Linked DNA regions of Mus musculus: region 1 is linked to region 2. The links are chromatin contacts, called in public HiChIP or PLAC-seq maps. All regions are on one chromosome and are shown on one strand. Each heading gives the region's core, a stretch centred on a gene start, on an enhancer-like site or on the middle of the called end of the contact. The rest is flanking DNA. Distances are from core to core; before and after follow the strand shown.

Evidence for each region. HiChIP or PLAC-seq counts read pairs in DNA pulled down with a chosen protein or histone mark.
Region 1: a contact with region 2 is called in an H3K4me3 HiChIP or PLAC-seq map of embryonic basal ganglia, with 2.4 times the contacts expected there. The contact joins the promoter of Gucy1b2 here to the enhancer-like site in region 2. A contact is called at or near these places in 16 of 39 promoter capture datasets (the C10 cell line, HPC-7-derived erythroid cells, the SN4741 cell line and 10 more), 3 of 15 datasets of contacts at CTCF or cohesin (embryonic stem cells, large pre-B cells and pro-B cells), 25 of 484 Hi-C or Micro-C datasets (ECoMG-derived neutrophils, LSK cells, bone marrow-derived macrophages and 16 more), 7 of 115 datasets of contacts at active chromatin or transcription factors (bone marrow-derived dendritic cells, differentiating embryonic stem cells, embryonic basal ganglia and 4 more) and 5 of 9 other capture datasets (adipose tissue, embryonic stem cells, liver and 2 more).

What each region holds. Positions count from the first base shown.
Region 1 is chr14:62,454,591-62,457,782 of GRCm38.p6, forward strand. It overlaps Gucy1b2 (guanylate cyclase 1, soluble, beta 2), which reads right to left and starts at 1,699. Exons shown (of 17, transcript NM_172810.3): 1 at 1,486-1,699. The coding sequence starts at 1,608. It overlaps Gm41172 (a long non-coding RNA gene), which reads left to right and starts at 1,877. Exons shown (of 3, transcript XR_874685.1): 1 at 1,877-1,967; 2 at 3,038-3,116.
Region 2 is chr14:62,233,983-62,237,426 of GRCm38.p6, forward strand. No RefSeq gene overlaps it. Among named protein-coding and RNA genes, the nearest start is that of Dleu7, 57 kb to the right of the region's middle. Within about 2 kb of position 2,194, at least 15 of the 459 cell types and tissues checked have an H3K27ac peak or open chromatin away from gene starts, as enhancers often do. A contact at or near this core is called in embryonic basal ganglia, muscle stem cells, myocytes and 1 more, where this site is marked.

The DNA of each region.
Region 1 (3,192 bases), core at 449-2,948, 220 kb after region 2:
CGAAGGCAAGATGACCAATAAATAAATGTCACAAACCAAAGGAAGAGGGTTCCCAGACCACACGAGGGCCACAGCACCCTAAAATCTGACTCACAGTTAAGACAGCATCTCCCAAACTTGACTACGCAGGAGGCTGAGATGGTTCACTGAAATCAGTGCCCAGACATACCTCTGAAGGTACCTGGCCACGTGTCTCAGGAGCTCCAGCCTCCTCTCAGCCCTCTCCCACCCAGCTGCAGCTCGCCTGAGAAAAGCTTTCCTGGCATCTCTGTCCTTGACTTTTTCCAGTGTGTTTGTTCCTGTCTTCACTGGCTGGCTCCAGCTATGCTCTGGAGAGGCCAGACCCTCAGAGACACCAGGACTGAGGGAAGCTGCCTCTTCACTCCAGAAGAGTGATTTTGTGTACTTGCAAAAGCTAGAAGACTCTGTGCTGATTCTCTGTGGAGAGGACGTGTGGTCCTGAGAAAATGTCTCCAAGATAGATGATTTCCATAATTATGCTTCCCAAACCTTCCCACCACATTCAGCTGACAGCTCTTTCGGCCCTGCCAAGTGTACTTGCTCTGATCCCCCCCTCTTACAGCCCTCAGCCCCCTCCCCGCTTTTACAAACACACACAAACACTCATGCTCACACTTCACAATAAGCAAATGGTTAAAAAAAAAACCAACTCCCTCTTTCTTTTTCATGAAGCAGATGGTAGGTCTCAGGAACTTGGTGGAAATTAGGCTTTCTGATTTTCTAATAAATTTTAGCATCTCACATAAGAAGCACGAGCTCATTTTCATTCTGATGTTAAGTACCATATGGCCCATCATCCAAGGAACGTGGCAGCTTCATACCCAGAGTGATGTGGAAGGGAGGAGCGTCCCTATGAGGCCAGTGTGTATAAACCAATCGGATTCCAGGGTGAATGCCTTTTGATAATAATATTGTATATGGCAGAGGACTAATTATCCCTCTTTTATGGTATGTGTTAATTTTCTCTGCCAGTTTCCCTAATTACAACTGCCACCCAAAGGACTACTCTTTGTAAATACTCTGTAAACATTTGAAAAGACACAGACAGCGTGTGCATGAGGAAGGCTGTCCCTGGCTTTCGAAGCTGTCTGCAAGATTAGCTGGCATCTCGTAGGTTTTTCAGATGCATTAGCAGCTGGGGAGGACTTGTTACTGTATGGGAAGACACCCCTCCGTTCCCATGACATCACGGGCTTCCCTGTATATTCTGGGATCATTGTTTTGAGAGACCAGTTTTTTGGCTTTTTGGGGGGTTGAGAGGGTTTTATTATTTTGTTTTGTTGTTTTGTTTGTTTGTGACTTCCTTTGTTGCTCTGAAGTGAATAGTCTCACAAATTACGGCAAACATATATGCTAGCATAACTCATACCCAGATATAAATGGAGTGTCTGCATTGTCCAGCAAGTTCCCTTGGTGCCCCTATTCAGCCACCCCCAACCTCTCCCACTGCGCTCCTCACTGTACCTGTAGATGGGTTCGCTTGCTCCTAAACTCCGCTCGCAGAGGCTCATACAGCACACCGTCTGCTGTGTCTGACATTTTAACTTTTAGCGTATACTCAGCACACAACACTTCAGACATCACCATCCTTTCAATTAGACAGGTGTTTGTAAATACAACCTCATCACACACACACACACTTCTGATTACATGTAAGCTGACCCAGCAAGACAGACTTAGCATCCTGTGCGATGAGAAACAAGCTTTCATTGTTTAGAGGATACCACATGCTTAAATAAGCTTTAGCTATTGGTTAAGGAAGCAATGCTGGACAAGGCATCTCGCAGGGGCAAGGATCTGCGCGGGCGGAGAAGTCCCACCCTTCTCTGGTTTGACTGACTGTTTTCCCTTTGCATCTGTGTAGCATTGTACGCTATCTGATTGACTCCCCTGGCGTGGCTAACATCTCACTGACAGGTGGCTAAGTGGGGATAAGTGGGCTAAAGGTAAGGCTGGGGTAAAAGCCAGGCTTTCCAGCCAGTCACCATGGGACTGGCTATTGGCCTTGCCATTTGGAACACTGGGGAGGGAAACTGTTCTCCATAGTAGACTGAGCAACAGGGCAAGACCCTGTCTTTAAAAACAAAACAAAATGAAACAAGAGTGTCGGGAGAGCAGCGTTGTGATTGGTGCTTGTAATCTCTAGGACAGCTGAGGCAGGGGAATGGGGAGCTCAAGGCAGTAAGACCCGTTCTCAGAAACAAACAATAATTATTAATAATGATGATAATGATAAATACAGTCTGAAACAAAGGCTCCACATTTCTTCCAGACCTATCTCAATAGTTATTAATTCAGCATGCAAAAGTCAGAGGAGCCAATCCCAGAAGACAGTCCATCCCCCTAAACAGCCACAGCGGACAGCCGTGCTTTAGACCCATCACAACAGCTACGGAAATCATTTGCTTTTAACCACACGCTGCGCAGTACTGGGTCCCGCACATTCCTCCTGGTTTAGGATAAATCACACAAAACTGCTGGGTTTTCACCAGTGGGTGTGAGCAATGTCATTAGATTCTACGTAATTTCCTTTCCTCCTTACTGTGACCCTGTAAAGTTGGTCCTCTTACCATTAACTCCCTCGAAAGACAAAACAGTGGTGCAGAGAAACCAGAGGTTTTCTTGTAGCTGCCACACTGCAGCAGCTTAGTGAATCAAGTGATATCCCTTTTCTAGGAAAGTCAATAATACTTGACTCTTTCAAAAATAAATGAGATGGATGGATGGATGGATAGATGGTAGATAGATAGATAGATAGATAGATAGATAGATAGATAGATAAAAGCTCTCTCAATCAGGTACACTGGAAGATGGAGTTTTGATTTGCATGTGGACCGGGACTTGGGCACTTACTCCTTTCATTTCGCATCAGCGCCTTCGCTTGGGATCCAGAAAGCCAGAAAAAACATAGGCTTTTTCCACAGTGAGGACGTTCACCCACGAGCCCAGCTCGCCTCCAGGCGGCGTGAACCTGCTCTACCTCATCCTCTCTTCAACTTGCTTTTTAAAATTTCAGTCGGTGGCCGACCAGGAATTGTTGGACGCGAAGCGCCATCGTGTGGCCAAAGTTATGTATACCTACAGATCCTAGTAAGGTAAGGGCGATTGATGTTCATAAATCTAAAAGCATTGTGATGTGCAGGGGCTCATTTGAGACCAAATTCAGTCTCT
Region 2 (3,444 bases), core at 944-3,443:
AGCTCGACCTCTACTCGTGGTGACTGTGATATTGTTTGCTTGAGTTGTTTACTCAACATTAGAACCTGACATTTATACACAGTTATATTTTATCTGAGGTAGTGATATGTTGTCCTTGGCAAAGGGTACAGCCCTTTAGATAAGTTTTTCAACCCATGCCATCACTTCTTGGATAGACTTTGAAAACTTCCCAAACTCCAAGGTTCCTGATCTGGTTAGCTTTCACTGGAAACTTGATACAACCTAGAGTCACTTGTGAGGATAGTGTCACATGATGAATTATCTTCATTGGGCTGAACTGTTGGTATATCTATGAAGAATATATATGAAGGATATGGAGTGTCATGACTGTCTTAATTGATGGAGAGGACCTATCCCACTATGGGTGGCACCATTCCCTAGACAGATAATTCTGAGCTGTAGAAAAACAGTAGCTAAATACAAGCCTATGAGTGAGCCAACAAGCAACATTTTCTATGGTTTCTGCTTCAGGTTCCTATGCCAACTTCCATAATGATGGACAATGACTTGGAAGTTTAAACCAAAGAAAGGCTCTCCTCCCCTAAGTTGCTTTGGCCAGTGTTTTATCATAGCAACAGCAAGGAAAATAGAACAGTTTCTATACATTAATATTTTCCCAACCAATATGTGGGCTATACTAGTCATTTCTTTGACATAGGCCTTTGTCAATGGATAGGGGTGTTTGTTTGTTTATAGTTTTTCCTTTTAAGAAGAGTAAACTAGTTAATAGTCCTGAGTCTAAACATAGTTTTGAGTCTCTGTAGATTCAAGATTTTACTTTTATTTATGAATAGTTATTAAAACCTAAACTTTTCCATTTCCAAAATAGGAAAGGCCTTCCTCCACAAATGTCTGACAGTCATAGCACCAGCTTCCAGGCCACTATGCAGGACTTTATCTTGCTCCTCAGAGCGCTTAGCTCTACTTTTTAAAACTTCTTATTGGCATATCTTCTCTTTCTCTCTCTCTCTCTTTCTTTCTTTCTTTCTTTCTTTCTTTCTTTCTTCCTCCTCCTCCTCCTCCTCCTCCTCCTCCTCCTCCTCCTTCTTCTTCTTCTTCCTCTCTCTCTCTCTCTCTCTCTCTCCCAAATGTCCAGCATTGCATTGCTTCTTTAAGACAGCTTCGCTTCTTTAAGACAGCTTCAGTCAAACTTATAAACACACTAGGCAGCAAGAGGAAGAATGCCACTTTAAAAAGAAGATGTGGAAGAGGAAAAGTTCTTCTCTTAAAGAAGAACTGGTTTAGTTGACAGTTGAACATAAAAGTCTGACCAAATTCCCTTAGCCCACTGAAGGCAAACATTCACTCTTTCAGGAGCCAGCATGAGAAAGCAGAGCTGGGTGTCTGTAGGGTGCTGAAGTGGGCCTCCAGGAGCAGAATCTGATTCACAGAGGGAAGCCATCACTGCATTCCTGCAAATCATTGTCGCATGCTAATGCAAACCAGCATTGCTCAAGAGCCTCAATTCTGGAGAGAATAGAAACATAGATTTTTATGTGAAGTATACACATGAAGAACAAGATCTGGAAGCTAACAGTTTGTAGGCTCTATTGAAACACTCACTTGATCAGGCTCCTTACAAATCTTAGTAATAGGGGTCCTGTGTTTGTAAGATTGGGAGCTTTTTGTTTGCTTGTGTTTGAGAGAGAGAGAGAGAGAGAGAGAGAGAGAGATCGATCTACTCAAACTTCAGATTTCTGCAGACCTTCTTTTAGCCTTCGAATTTTCTTCTGTATATTAAAGCAAGATCTCACCAGATACCTACCTGGTGCTCATCCAACATCCCAGCACTTCAGAGGCAAGGTAGGAGGGTCCTAAGCTTGAGACTCATTCAAACCACATAGTGAGATCTTCCCTTAACAAACAAGACAACAAAAGTCAGACACACACACACATGCACATGCACACGCACACTCACACATACATGCACGCATATACACACTTGCATGCACACGCACCCATACACATATGCACACACTCAAACAAACACACTCTCACGCATACACACACACACACACACACACACACACATACACACACACACACACACACACGGCATTTGTTCTCCCTGGGAGCTGCAGGATTGAATGTGTGGGTGATACAGCGGGCAGCAGCAGACCTGTGTTCCATCTGCAGACCTGTCTTTTGCCAGCTCCATCTATCATTGCCCAGAAAGATCGCGGCTGCATCTTTCTCAGACTCCAGCTGTCATCCACTGCAGCTGCCACCCGAGGCATGTAGGAAGGAATGCAGTGGCTCTCTTCAGCTGCTCTGGTGAGCTTCTTTCAAGGCAACAATTGCAGTCTGACAATTTAAAAATGTAGGAAAAAGCTTTCCAAATCGCCCTGCTCATTGTGGAGAGTAACAGAACAAGACCAAGCGATGAGGGAAGTGCTCATTACTTCTGCCCATAGTCCCATCAAGTAGCTTTTAGGTTAAAAACCAAAAAGAAGAACAAAAAAAAAAAAAAAAACACACAAGCAAACAAAAAGCTCCCAATCTTACAAAATCTTGTGTGGGCAAAATAAAGCATGCCTGTAGGCCCAATTTAAGACACTAATTTAGAGTAAGGACTCTTAGATAAAGAGAAGAGCTGCTTTTGATTTATGTGTTTAATAAGTTAGATATATTAAATTCTGAACTGCAGCACTCAAGTTTACATCCCTTGCATTCCCTAATGATTTTCTGTGTAAGTCTCCAGCTCTTGTTAGTCCCAGTGGGCAATCAAACCATTTACTTGCTGTTATTTTCTCATGAAGCCCGAGCATGGTGTGAAATAAAGAACAGATGTTTATTCTAGCTAATGTTTTCATGGAGTCATAGATCTAGAAAATACCTCATGACCTTCTAATGCAGAGACGGTAAATGATATGCTACATGCCCAGCCAGTCTCTCACATCTAGCTGACAAATACTGCCGGCACAGTACCTAGAATTCTGATGCTCAGAGCCTGTATTTCATTGAATCAAGACTTGGAATCTTCCCAAACCTGGGTGTGTGTGTGTTGCATGTATATATGTCTATGTTTATGTGGGTAGGTATGAGTGGGTGAGGCCTGAAGCTAATCTCAGGTGTCTTCCTCAGTCATGCTTATCCTAGTTTTGAAACAGTGTCTCTTACTGAATTTGGAGCTCGTTGATCTGTCTTGATTGGCTGCCTGTCTCCGCTGTCCATATTTCCCAGGGCTGGTGGTGTAGACGAGAATGGCGTGGAAGTGCTGGGTATCCCCATGATTATACACCAAGCCCTTTAGCAACTGAGCTGTCTCCCAGCCCCCCAAGTTCTATTTTTAAAGAAAAGCGTTTCAATCTATAACCCATGTGTTTTATGGTTTGTCCCTAAGTATTAAATAACTCCCATGGCTGGATCAGTAGTCTTAGCTATGGTTTGGACTCCGTCTATGTACCTTAAATGGCAGGGAAA